2 separate regions of the Mus musculus genome follow, and region 1 is linked to region 2. Evidence: chromatin contacts called from public HiChIP or PLAC-seq data. All regions are on one chromosome and are shown on one strand. The core of a region is the stretch at or near the end of the contact, and the rest is flanking DNA. Distances in the headings are between cores, read along the strand shown.

Evidence for each region. HiChIP or PLAC-seq counts read pairs in DNA pulled down with a chosen protein or histone mark.
Region 1: a contact with region 2 is called in an H3K4me3 HiChIP or PLAC-seq map of bone marrow-derived macrophages, with 2.4 times the contacts expected there. The contact joins the enhancer-like site here to the promoter of Gata2 in region 2. A contact is called at or near these places in 2 of 39 promoter capture datasets (liver and trophoblast stem cells), 1 of 15 datasets of contacts at CTCF or cohesin (embryonic stem cells), 15 of 484 Hi-C or Micro-C datasets (the G1E-ER4 cell line, cerebellar granule neurons, cerebellum and 7 more), 7 of 115 datasets of contacts at active chromatin or transcription factors (bone marrow-derived macrophages, craniofacial prominence, embryonic hindbrain and 3 more) and 2 of 9 other capture datasets (adipose tissue and pancreatic islet).

What each region holds. Positions count from the first base shown.
Region 1 is chr6:88,303,819-88,308,959 of GRCm38.p6, forward strand. All of the region lies in intron 4 of Eefsec (eukaryotic elongation factor, selenocysteine-tRNA-specific), which reads right to left. Among named protein-coding and RNA genes, the nearest start is that of Dnajb8, 84 kb to the left of the region's middle. Within about 2 kb of position 2,718, at least 23 of the 459 cell types and tissues checked have an H3K27ac peak or open chromatin away from gene starts, as enhancers often do. A contact at or near this core is called in bone marrow-derived macrophages, colon epithelium and uterus, where this site is marked.
Region 2 is chr6:88,197,224-88,202,240 of GRCm38.p6, forward strand. Gata2 (GATA binding protein 2) reads left to right here and starts at 1,441. Exons shown (of 6, transcript NM_008090.5): 1 at 1,441-1,658; 2 at 2,294-2,566; 3 at 2,996-3,637. The coding sequence starts at 2,338. Gm38708 (a long non-coding RNA gene) reads right to left here and starts at 160. Exons shown (of 4, transcript XR_001785312.2): 1 at 1-160.

The DNA of each region.
Region 1 (5,141 bases), core at 1,468-3,967, 110 kb after region 2:
GACTACATCTGGAATTAACTACAATCTAAGTGGCTGGGTACACCTGCAAGGGATTTTTCTTAATTAAATTATTTGAAGTAGGAAGACCTACCTTTAATCCTGAGTTTTTGAGGTGGGAAGAGCCACCTTTAATCTGGGCCACACTTTCTGGAGGCTGCCTATATAAGGACATGGAAGAAGGAAGCTTTTGCTCTTTGCCTGATTGACCTTGCTCTTGCTGCAAGCTCATTCTCTCACTCGCATTAGAGCCGACTTCTTCAGGATTCCAGTATAAATACCGAAGACCAGCTGGGACATCCAGATTTTGAACTGAGCAACTACTAGATTCTTGAACCATCCATTGGTAGACAGCTATTATTGGGCCAGTTGGACCAGAGCATGTAAGCTACTATTAAGTTTATACATATATTTCATTCTATCAGTTCTGTTCCTCTAGAGAACCCTGACTAATATACTCCCAGTCCTCTGCTGCACTATTTTTCAGGGAGACAGTTCAGATAACTTACCATCAGCTGGTGTGCAGATAAAGGAATTTCAGATGTATTTCATGCAACTCTCATGGAATAGTCTTCCAGCTTGCTAATGGTGGTCTCACTACATAGGTCAGGAACCTGAGGCCTGCCAAGGTTAGAAACTAGTACCAGAACTATGACTAGGATGAGGTGCAACACCATGCAGAGGGCTTTAAGCCCTGGTAGCCCTTGCCAGTTGAGTCCAACTTAGCATGCTCTTTTGAGGAGCAGCCCTCCAGATTTCTGCATAGTCCACAGGTGCTTGTGAAGCTGACAGACAGAGCTGAACATACTTTGCGACATGCTGTAGATTCTGGAGAGGTGGTACCAGCTATGAGGAGACTGGACTGACTACCCAATCTCACTGTTAATGAGCCTGTGCCTTGGCCGAGGTCAAGCACAACTTTGCTGTGACTTAATAAAATGTAAATCGGGGCAGAAAAGAGACACACAGGTCTGACGCTAATGAGCTTACAACAGCAGGATCAGTTACTTCAATTCAAAGAGGCTCAGACGAGAGGGGAAAAAATGAAATAAGCTTTTAAAGATCAGTCTAGGTTGGGCTCCATCAGACCTAACCCATTTTGTTTAATAAGGTTTCAATTTGGCTGCTCTTATTTCTCCCTCTTCTTTGAGCAAGGCTGTGCACAGATAAGACATTTTCCTCCCTCTAATGCATTTAATCGCATCACACACACACACACACACACACACACACACACACACACACACACATACACACACACACACACACAAAGGCAAACTCAGGGCTCTGTGTGAGGACAGCACATATGAGCCTCCGGGGGATACCAGGGCCTCCCTGATGGCTCCTTGCTGAGAAGCAAAATGCAGGTCAGTTTGGGGCATTTATTCTAACCAGTTAGTTTTAGAGAAATTAAAGCCAATCAAAACCATAGAGAATCAAGTGATATCACCTGCATTCCTCTGCCAGGAGCTGACTAAAATCCCAATCCTATTCCCCCTCCTGACTGTCCTGTAGCAACTATCCTCATGAATTCACTGTGTCCTGTTTTATATATTTACATCCATGTATGTGTTTCTGAGTAGTAGACACACTTGTTAGTATATGATGGCATGACATCACAGTTTAACTCTACTACTGACCCTCTTTCTTTGACATTATATTTCTGACATCTATTCATATCGGGCACACACAATAACAGCATGTATCTATATATGCTCTCTTGGTGTTCATGGTATACACTTGTAGAAGTCAGAGGTCAATATCATATGTCTTCCTCAATGCTTTTCACTTTATGTAAGACAGTTTCTCACTGAACCTGAAGCTGACCGATTCAGCTAAATGGTTGCCAGCCTCAGGAAGCTGGAGCTGGAGCTAGAGCTACAGACATGCACTGCCACAAGCAGTGTGTATATGGGAATCAGAACTCAGGTCTACAAGCTCTGTATGCACTGAGCCAACTCCCCACCAAATCACTTATTCCCACCATAGATGTTCATGAGGGTTACTAGCTTCTGCCATGAACAAGCCTCAGCTTGCACACACACAGTTTCTCTAGCACAGTGGGTATGCTTCTGATTTTATCAGGTCTCATAGACTGCTCTTGGCAGTGGTCAGCTATAGTCCTATCAACAATGCAAGGAAGTCTCTCTCCTACATACTGACCTGGGGCTGCAGGTCTGCTGCTCTTACTAGGCTGATAGATAAACTCAGTGTTTGCTGCTGTCTTAATGTGTCACCCCATCACCAGGGACAAGCCTGTCCAGAAGGCTTCTCATTTGTCCTACTCCCAAGTACCACACATAAAAACTGCTTAAAAACAAACCAACCCACATGAGAACAGTGTTCTGTGAATATGCACTCCTGAGCCAGATTCAGTCTTTACGGAAGGGAAGGACAGGTGAGAAGGCCTGTGCATAATATGCCCTCCCTGCTTCATATAGCCTCTGGGCACGAGGCCAAGGACTTTTCTAGAAGCTCTTGAGAGTGGAGGCTACTCTTTCACCTGGCTTAGGTTCTCTCTTCCAGGGCCCTCCACAAAACTAGAGGATATGTTAACTAGAGGGATCTACTTCATGCAAAAATTCCATCAGATCTTAAATAAAAGACTAGTTGTCCCCTGGGAGGGAGCCAGGGAGTCCCATGCTTAGAGGAAGAGGAACATTACCTCCTGTAAGACCAGAGGAAGCAGCAGTTGGTCTTCAGCCTGTCTGCCAGGCCAAGCTCCATCTCTACTTTGCTCACTCGGATTGGTTTCAGTTTCACTGGGCGCCAGGTCTTTGAGCACTGGCTATTATTATCTGGGCCCACAACAATTCTCCTCCTCTGCTCAGCTCTCTCTACCCTCCTCACTCCATATACAAATGACTCCAACATCCACCTCAGGAGACCCTTTCAAGAGCTGTAACTTCTACTATGCCTTTGTACTGCTGCCTCCTGGGACATGCTGCTCCATGCTGGACACCAGCTCCTAAAATGAATACATTTACTTTGCAGGGCACTGATCCCTGACCTCTGGGATGGCACATTTCATGGCCCTCCATGTCAACTTCACAAATTCACTCTTCCCATTAGCCTTCCCCCGTGGCTATAACAAAGGGGAACTGTAAAAGTGACAAGGGGCCTTCCAGGAAGCCTTCTTCCTCCTCCAAGCCACTCCTAGTATTTGTCATCCCATAAAACTTTAAACTGAATTACATCAACATTAGATTCTTATGTCTTCCATGAAACTGTGCTTTGTTTTTAAGTGACTGCTGGGTTTGGAGTATGGAATCCATACAAGGCAAGCTGAGGAGACCAGCTGTCCTCTTGGTGGCTAGAGGCCCACTGCATAATGGAACAGCAAGGGTGGCCACATCTGGATCCCTGGGCCTTGGTGAGGAACAACATGTGGGTTTTAATCTTAGGTGGACAGGAGGGGTCCCCCAGTTCTTGGACTATCCTGTTCTTCATCAAAGTCCAGCATTAAGCGCACTCCCATGAGTCTCCCAGACTCCAGTTCCCCTGCCATACAGGCTGCAAGTGTCACAACCAGGCATCAGACATTCACACCATGCATGGTTACAACGTGTCCCAGGCCTGTGTCCTGGCAGGGTCAAGCCCTCCTCTGTCCTCTACACCATCATCCCACAGCCTCCCTGTAGCTGAGAGGCTGCACTGCTTACCACACTGGTGCTCATGCCTCCTGCCTTGACCTTAGAGTCTGTGGCACAAGGTGTGGCATACCGAAATTGGTGGTCTCCCTGTGCAGATGGGAGCACTGGGCAGCACTGGCCTCATCTCTTCTCTGGCATTTGTGCTTAGTAATCCACTAGGCTTGACTGATGGAGCAGATACCATGACACAACACAGTTGGAGGGAGTAGTGTCTCCCAGCGCATCCCACTGCTAGCATCCATCTTGACCATACACAACAAGCCCAGGCAGGAGAACCCAGGCCCACTCCTTGGTGGATCTAGGTCAATGACAGGAGCTGAAGTGAAAACGGGGTGATGAAGACAGAGAAACAGAAGGAGCAACAAGACAATGTCTTTATTTGTCTCATTGGCTGACACTATTGGGCCTCCTGAGAGCAGTCACACCCCGACTGCTATGAAAGGTGACTTGTAGGTCTAGGACAGATTCATACTCAGCCCCATGTTTTCTTTTAAGTGGATAAAAGAAAGTGTCATCTGTCCACCAATGTCCAGATAATGGAAATACCGCTTTACCGCAAGCAGGGTTCCTCTGGTCAGCACGCCAGCAGAGAACACTCAGTCCAGGTCCAAGAATTGGGCACTCAACCCAAATATGTATGGACTGTCGCTGCACCAATGTGCCCTGCAACAGGGGCATGCTCCTCGTTGCAGTCACCAGGAGACAAAATCCTGGGTCTCCTGTCTCCATCAGGGATAACATTGGCCCAACCCCTCTGCAAAGTTCTCACTATGCCTCCATTTGATGCCCAAGCACCCTACCTCTTAGAAACTTTCCAAAAGGCAAGGATGATGGCTCACTAAAATTTACCTCACTGTTTATGATCACCAAAAGATGGAGACACCCAAGCAACAGAGAGACAGATAAACAGGACAGAGAATAAAATGTCACTTATACTAGGAAATTGTGTTAGCATGGAGAGATGCTTCCCTGTAAGTAAGTGTGGTGTGCGTGTACGTGCGTGCGTGCGTGCGTGCGTGCGTGTGTGTGTGTGTGTGTGTGTGTGTGTGTGTGTGTGTGTGTGTGTGTGTTGTCTTTTCTGGTTTCCTTATACTTCCTAACAATTTCTTAAAGTAAGCATGCATAGCTTTGACAACTGGAATAAAGGTTTTTAAAAACTCTAGGTTAAAAGAGAAACAAAGTCCACCCCAGCATGCTGCAAGAATGTGCTATCTAAAACTGGTGTATGAGGTGACAAAAGCCCTCTACAAGTCTCTTCCTCAGTCCAATGCCCTACAGGGAAGCCAGGCCCTGCTATTACCCTCTAGCCTTTACCACCATTTGACAAACAGAAACCAAAGCCAAGTCATTACCCTAGACCACTTGGTGGAAAGCGGCTGACAGGGGTTCTAACCCACTCACACCTAGTTGCAAAGACGGTATCCATTGGACCAGAGTGCTTCTGACAAGGCAGACAGGCTCCACTCTACATCTTGGACAAAACAGATGCTA
Region 2 (5,017 bases), core at 191-2,690:
CTTTACCTGTTCCAGGGCCTCGGACAGACAGATGGACGCCAGCCGCAGAGGCCAGAGGAGGCCCTGCCGTGCGCGCGCCCCCTCAGCGCTGTCCGCAGAGGACCTGGGAGGGGGTGACGGGGGCGCGCCCGAGAAGCTGAGCCCTCCTGGCTGGGCGCCCCCCGAGCCGAGGGGACCGAGGGCTTTCCACCCTCCTTGGATTATTAAAAAGTTCATTTCCTGGCGAATCGGGTGACGTCAGGGGCCCGGCGTCGCGGTGGCGGGGCCGCCGGGCCGGAGAAGCCGCCTCCAGTTACCCAATTACGGACTGTCAATCCTGCCGCCCCTCCCCCATCCTTGGGGGCGGCGGGGACCCCAGCCTTTCCCCAGCTCGGGACCAACCTGGGACTCCTCTGGAATTATTCTTTAGGGGTTTCGGTCCCTGCAAAGATAGAGGAGCTATGTGGAGGGCTCCAAGCTTGGCCAATCCATCGCACCTGTCTAGATTCCCCTAAAAGTCTTGGACTCACAAGCTTCTTTCTGGACTCTTGGAGTTTAGGTCTCCCATCTATAGCCAGGGAGGGAGCTAGGTTTGTATACTCGCCACTGAACTCACTTGTCTCTCCAGAATGGAGGTGTTGTGGAGAAAAACTCCAGGTGACTTTGGGGAAAAAGTGCTCACAACATTGCTTCCCTCTCCCTAAAGACCGTCTCGGGGACCCTTAGAAAGAAAAAATATATATGGTTAATACCCCGGGAGTCTCCCTTCAGCCGACTCTGGCGCCAGTTTCCCGCTCCACGGCCTCGCCCCAGGCAGTTCAGCCTGGTGGTCTACTAAGGCCCCGCCCGGAGCCCTTCCCCCTCCCTGGGCCACTGGCTTGACCGCGACCATTATTGGTCTAGCACAGCCTCAAGTGTCTTAGTGCTCAAAGTTCGGGTGCCCTAGAGAAGTCCACAATCCCTAGACTCATGTTGTCCAGCGGATCCTACCAGCCTCTTGCACAGCTATCCCTGATAGAAGGACAGAGAGTTTGGGGAGTCAGTTGGATTTGGGCTGGCCGTCGTCCGTAGCAGTGGAGGTGGGGCTCCGCCCGAGAGTAGAAAGCTGTGGTCCCAGCAGAGAGATACCCAGAAGGTGCACGTCTCGGCTCCTGGGAAGTCAGGGACCCTATTCGTGCCTAGTTGCTGGGAGGGCAGAGGTTGGAAGACCTGAGCGTCTGCCGGAGGGGTGCAGGGTCTGCCCACGGCGAAGGTCCCCTGGGGGGGGGGGGCGTTGGCATCAGAGGCCGCAGAGAGGGCGCTGGTAGGGGGCCAGGCAGCCTAGGAGGCCAGCTTGCGGGTCATTCCCGAAGTCCAGCGGCCAAAGCGGCGGGAGCAGCCAATGGGGGGGCGGAGGCTGGGCGGCGCGCGGCGCTGATTGGCTGGCGCCGGCTTCATAGGCGTGCGCGGCCCCCGCTTCACGTCTGTGCAGGAGTCGGCAGCTGGCGCCAGGGCGGCCGGAGGATGCAGAGGGGCCGGAGCCGGGCGGGCCGGAGGCCGAGACGCGCGCTGTCCCCCACCCCTATCCCGTGAATCCGCCGGCCCTGGAACGCGCTGTCGCTGGGCCCGCCGTACCCGGGCTCTCCTGGTGTCTCTTACTCTCTACTGCTGAGCCCTCCCCTTCCCGCGCCGCTGCGAGTGTAAGTTTGAGGTTCAGGGGGCTTGTGGACATTCCTAGGTTGGAGGGATCTCTGTGGAGCTCAGACCAGGATCTCCTGTGGGCGATTACGTTCTTATGCTTTGGGGAGAGGTTGGCTGACTGCTAGAGAGTGCATTGGGGACCGGCTCGCAGCCCCAGGAACTGCGGGTGCGTTTTTTGGGGTGGCCCGGGGTGTTGGGGGTTAGTTTGTGTATATATTGTCAAAGTGTTACGGGGGCGTGGGAGAGCGTGTGCCCCAGAGTGGATGTCTAGGCAACTGTCTCTAACTTTTAGTCAGAGTTTATGTGTTTGTGTGCCCAGAGGACAGGGGCACGGTGTGAGAACCTGATTTCAGTTCCGCGTGCGTTTTGGGGGGGTCACCGATGTCAGGACCTATCCGTGTGTGTGACCTCGTGTATGTGGAGTTGCGTCTGTGGGAACGCGAGTTTCCCTGCAAGTGTATGAGGCTGAACCCCTTCCTTCACCTTCCTTTCGTTTTAAACCTTGCGCTTTCCTTCCACCCGGGACTGGTCCTCAGTGAAGCTCCGATGGAACGTCTTTGCTCTCAAGACACAGACTTTGGGAATGGGGGTGTCAGAAGGCGGCAGTGTCCTTCACATTCCCTCTGTTATCCAGGGCCGCCCCACCTTCGCCTGGTTCCCAAGACACAGTAGTGGACCATGGAGGTGGCGCCTGAGCAGCCTCGCTGGATGGCGCACCCCGCCGTATTGAATGCGCAGCACCCCGACTCGCACCATCCGGGCCTGGCGCATAACTACATGGAGCCAGCACAGCTGCTGCCTCCCGACGAGGTGGATGTCTTCTTCAACCATCTCGACTCGCAGGGCAACCCTTACTACGCCAACCCGGCCCACGCGCGCGCGCGCGTTTCCTACAGCCCGGCGCATGGTGAGCTTTGGCCCCCGAGGTTTCTGGAAGCCTGGCGCCCGGGCCAGGCCTTGGAGGGGGGACGGCCTGTTGCTGCTTCCCGGATGTGGGATCCACAGGAATCTGAGCAGCTGCGAAATCGGGCCTAAGAAGATGGAGGCAGGGACTTCTTAGGGAGGGTCTGGGACCTGTAGGGTTTCGGTCCATTTCCAAGTGTCTTGGCGGGGGTGGGGGTGGGGGAATCCTTCTGGGCCCTGTCCGGTGGGGCTGCTGTGTCACTTGTCCTTCGGCCTTTCACTGACATTGCTGATGATTACAGGCTGAGGTGTTACGTTTCTGATGTTTTAAAGGGTGGGGCTGCTGATGGTAGTTCGCTGAGTTGTGATCCTGTGTGCCCGGGTCATGGCTCTGAAGCCCCTGGTCATCCTCACCCCCTTTCCCTCTGCACAGCCCGTCTCACCGGAGGCCAGATGTGCCGACCACACTTGTTGCACAGCCCAGGCTTGCCGTGGCTGGACGGGGGCAAAGCAGCTCTCTCTGCCGCCGCTGCCCATCACCACAGTCCCTGGACCGTCAGCCCGTTCTCCAAGACCCCGCTGCACCCCTCAGCTGCTGGAGCACCCGGAGGGCCTCTGTCTGTTTACCCAGGGGCTGCGGGTGGGAGCGGGGGAGGCAGTGGGAGCTCCGTGGCCTCCCTCACCCCCACTGCAGCCCACTCGGGCTCCCATCTCTTCGGCTTCCCACCCACGCCACCCAAAGAAGTGTCTCCAGACCCCAGCACAACAGGAGCTGCTTCCCCGGCCTCTTCTTCTGCAGGGGGTAGTGTAGCCCGGGGTGAGGACAAGGATGGCGTCAAGTACCAAGTGTCACTCTCCGAGAGCATGAAGATGGAAGGCGGCAGTCCCCTGCGCCCGGGCCTAGCTACCATGGGCACCCAGCCTGCAACACACCACCCGATACCCACCTATCCCTCCTATGTGCCCGCCGCAGCTCATGACTATGGCAGCAGTCTCTTCCATCCAGGAGGCTTCCTGGGTGGCCCCGCCTCCAGCTTCACCCCTAAGCAGAGAAGCAAGGCTCGCTCCTGCTCAGGTAAAGGCAGGTGTGGGACTTCAGGGCCTGTGGGTGTGGTGTGCCTCTGTAAAAGGGGTCCGTGGTCTGATAGAGGGGCCATGCTAGGGCGCCTGATTTAAGAATGGGTGGTGGTCATCTCTGATAGTCCACAGGCATTTGAAGTTCCCTGTGGGGAGGAAGAAACCCCTAAAACTTTCATCCTGCCGTTAAGTGCTCCTAGGAACCCCCATGTTCAGCTCCTCTCCGCACCCCTCCTCATGGCCTCCTCTCCAAGGTTGACAAGTATCAGCTAAAACACAGAATGAGGTTCCCTGTCTCCCTCCCCAAACGTTCAGCTGAGACCGAGCAGCCTCGTGACTGGGCGTGGGGGAGAATGGAGGCTGTAGGTGAGGGAAGGAGTCAGTGTGTACTTATGTGTACGTGTGTCTGTGAGCGTGTGTGCATGCCGTGGGCACTGCAGAGATCTAGGCCCTAGAGGAATCTGGTTCTCCAACTCTGCTAGTCCAGTTTTAGGATTGCAGCGGCTCCAGATCTCCTTGGAGATTTCCCCAAAGCAAAATTCCCAAGGCCTGCTTGCATCCTAGTGACCCTGATCCCTCTCCCTGGGGGTAGGAGTGAGAACCTGTGCGGGTGCCTGCACCCCTTTGCCAGCTGCAGCTGGATCCAGCTAGGTTTGTCCAGCCATATGGCCCTCAGGCAATAACCCGTGGCTCCGAGGCTCCTTCCCATAGCTTTTAGCAAGGGAGGGGGGAAGGCTTCCTCCAAAGTTTATTTCTGAGTTGAAGAACCAACTTCTCATAGGTGACTTAGTTCCAACTAGATCAGGAAGAATTTCCATGGTACTGAGCTACTAAGCCCTCGCTCCGCTGAACTCCAGCCCCAACTTGACTCTTGTCTCCTGCTCTACTAAGACCAGAGACTTTGCCCTTTTTTGCAAAGTCTTGGCCTGTTTGTAGCCCTCTCTTCCGTGTTTGTTTTGTATTCTATTTAAGCTCCAGATGGCCAAAAACAACAACAGAAAATAAGGCCACCTAGCCTAAAGTGAAAGAACTTATTTATTTCATTTTAGAAACAACTTTGATCATTGAATTCTAGGAGTTTGGCTGAAAGGGAGCCCAACTGGAGGAAGAGAAAAGGTTTCCTGGCCTTAGCCGGAGCATAAAGACAGCGAGGGGCTGATGGGAGAGATGAGAAAAAGACTTAGAGATGCTGGCTCAGTTGGGCAAAGTGATAGAGCAGCAGAGAGGCTCCCCCAGACCCCAATCCTGGACAACTGTGGCCTGAGCTGAGCGAGGGACAGTAGCCTGTGCTCTGTAAAACCGGCCTTCAGTTCCTTTTCCGGGTAACTTGCTGCTGGCTCTGAGAACCCCTGGCAGCCTGCATTTGCTGTTTCTCTTT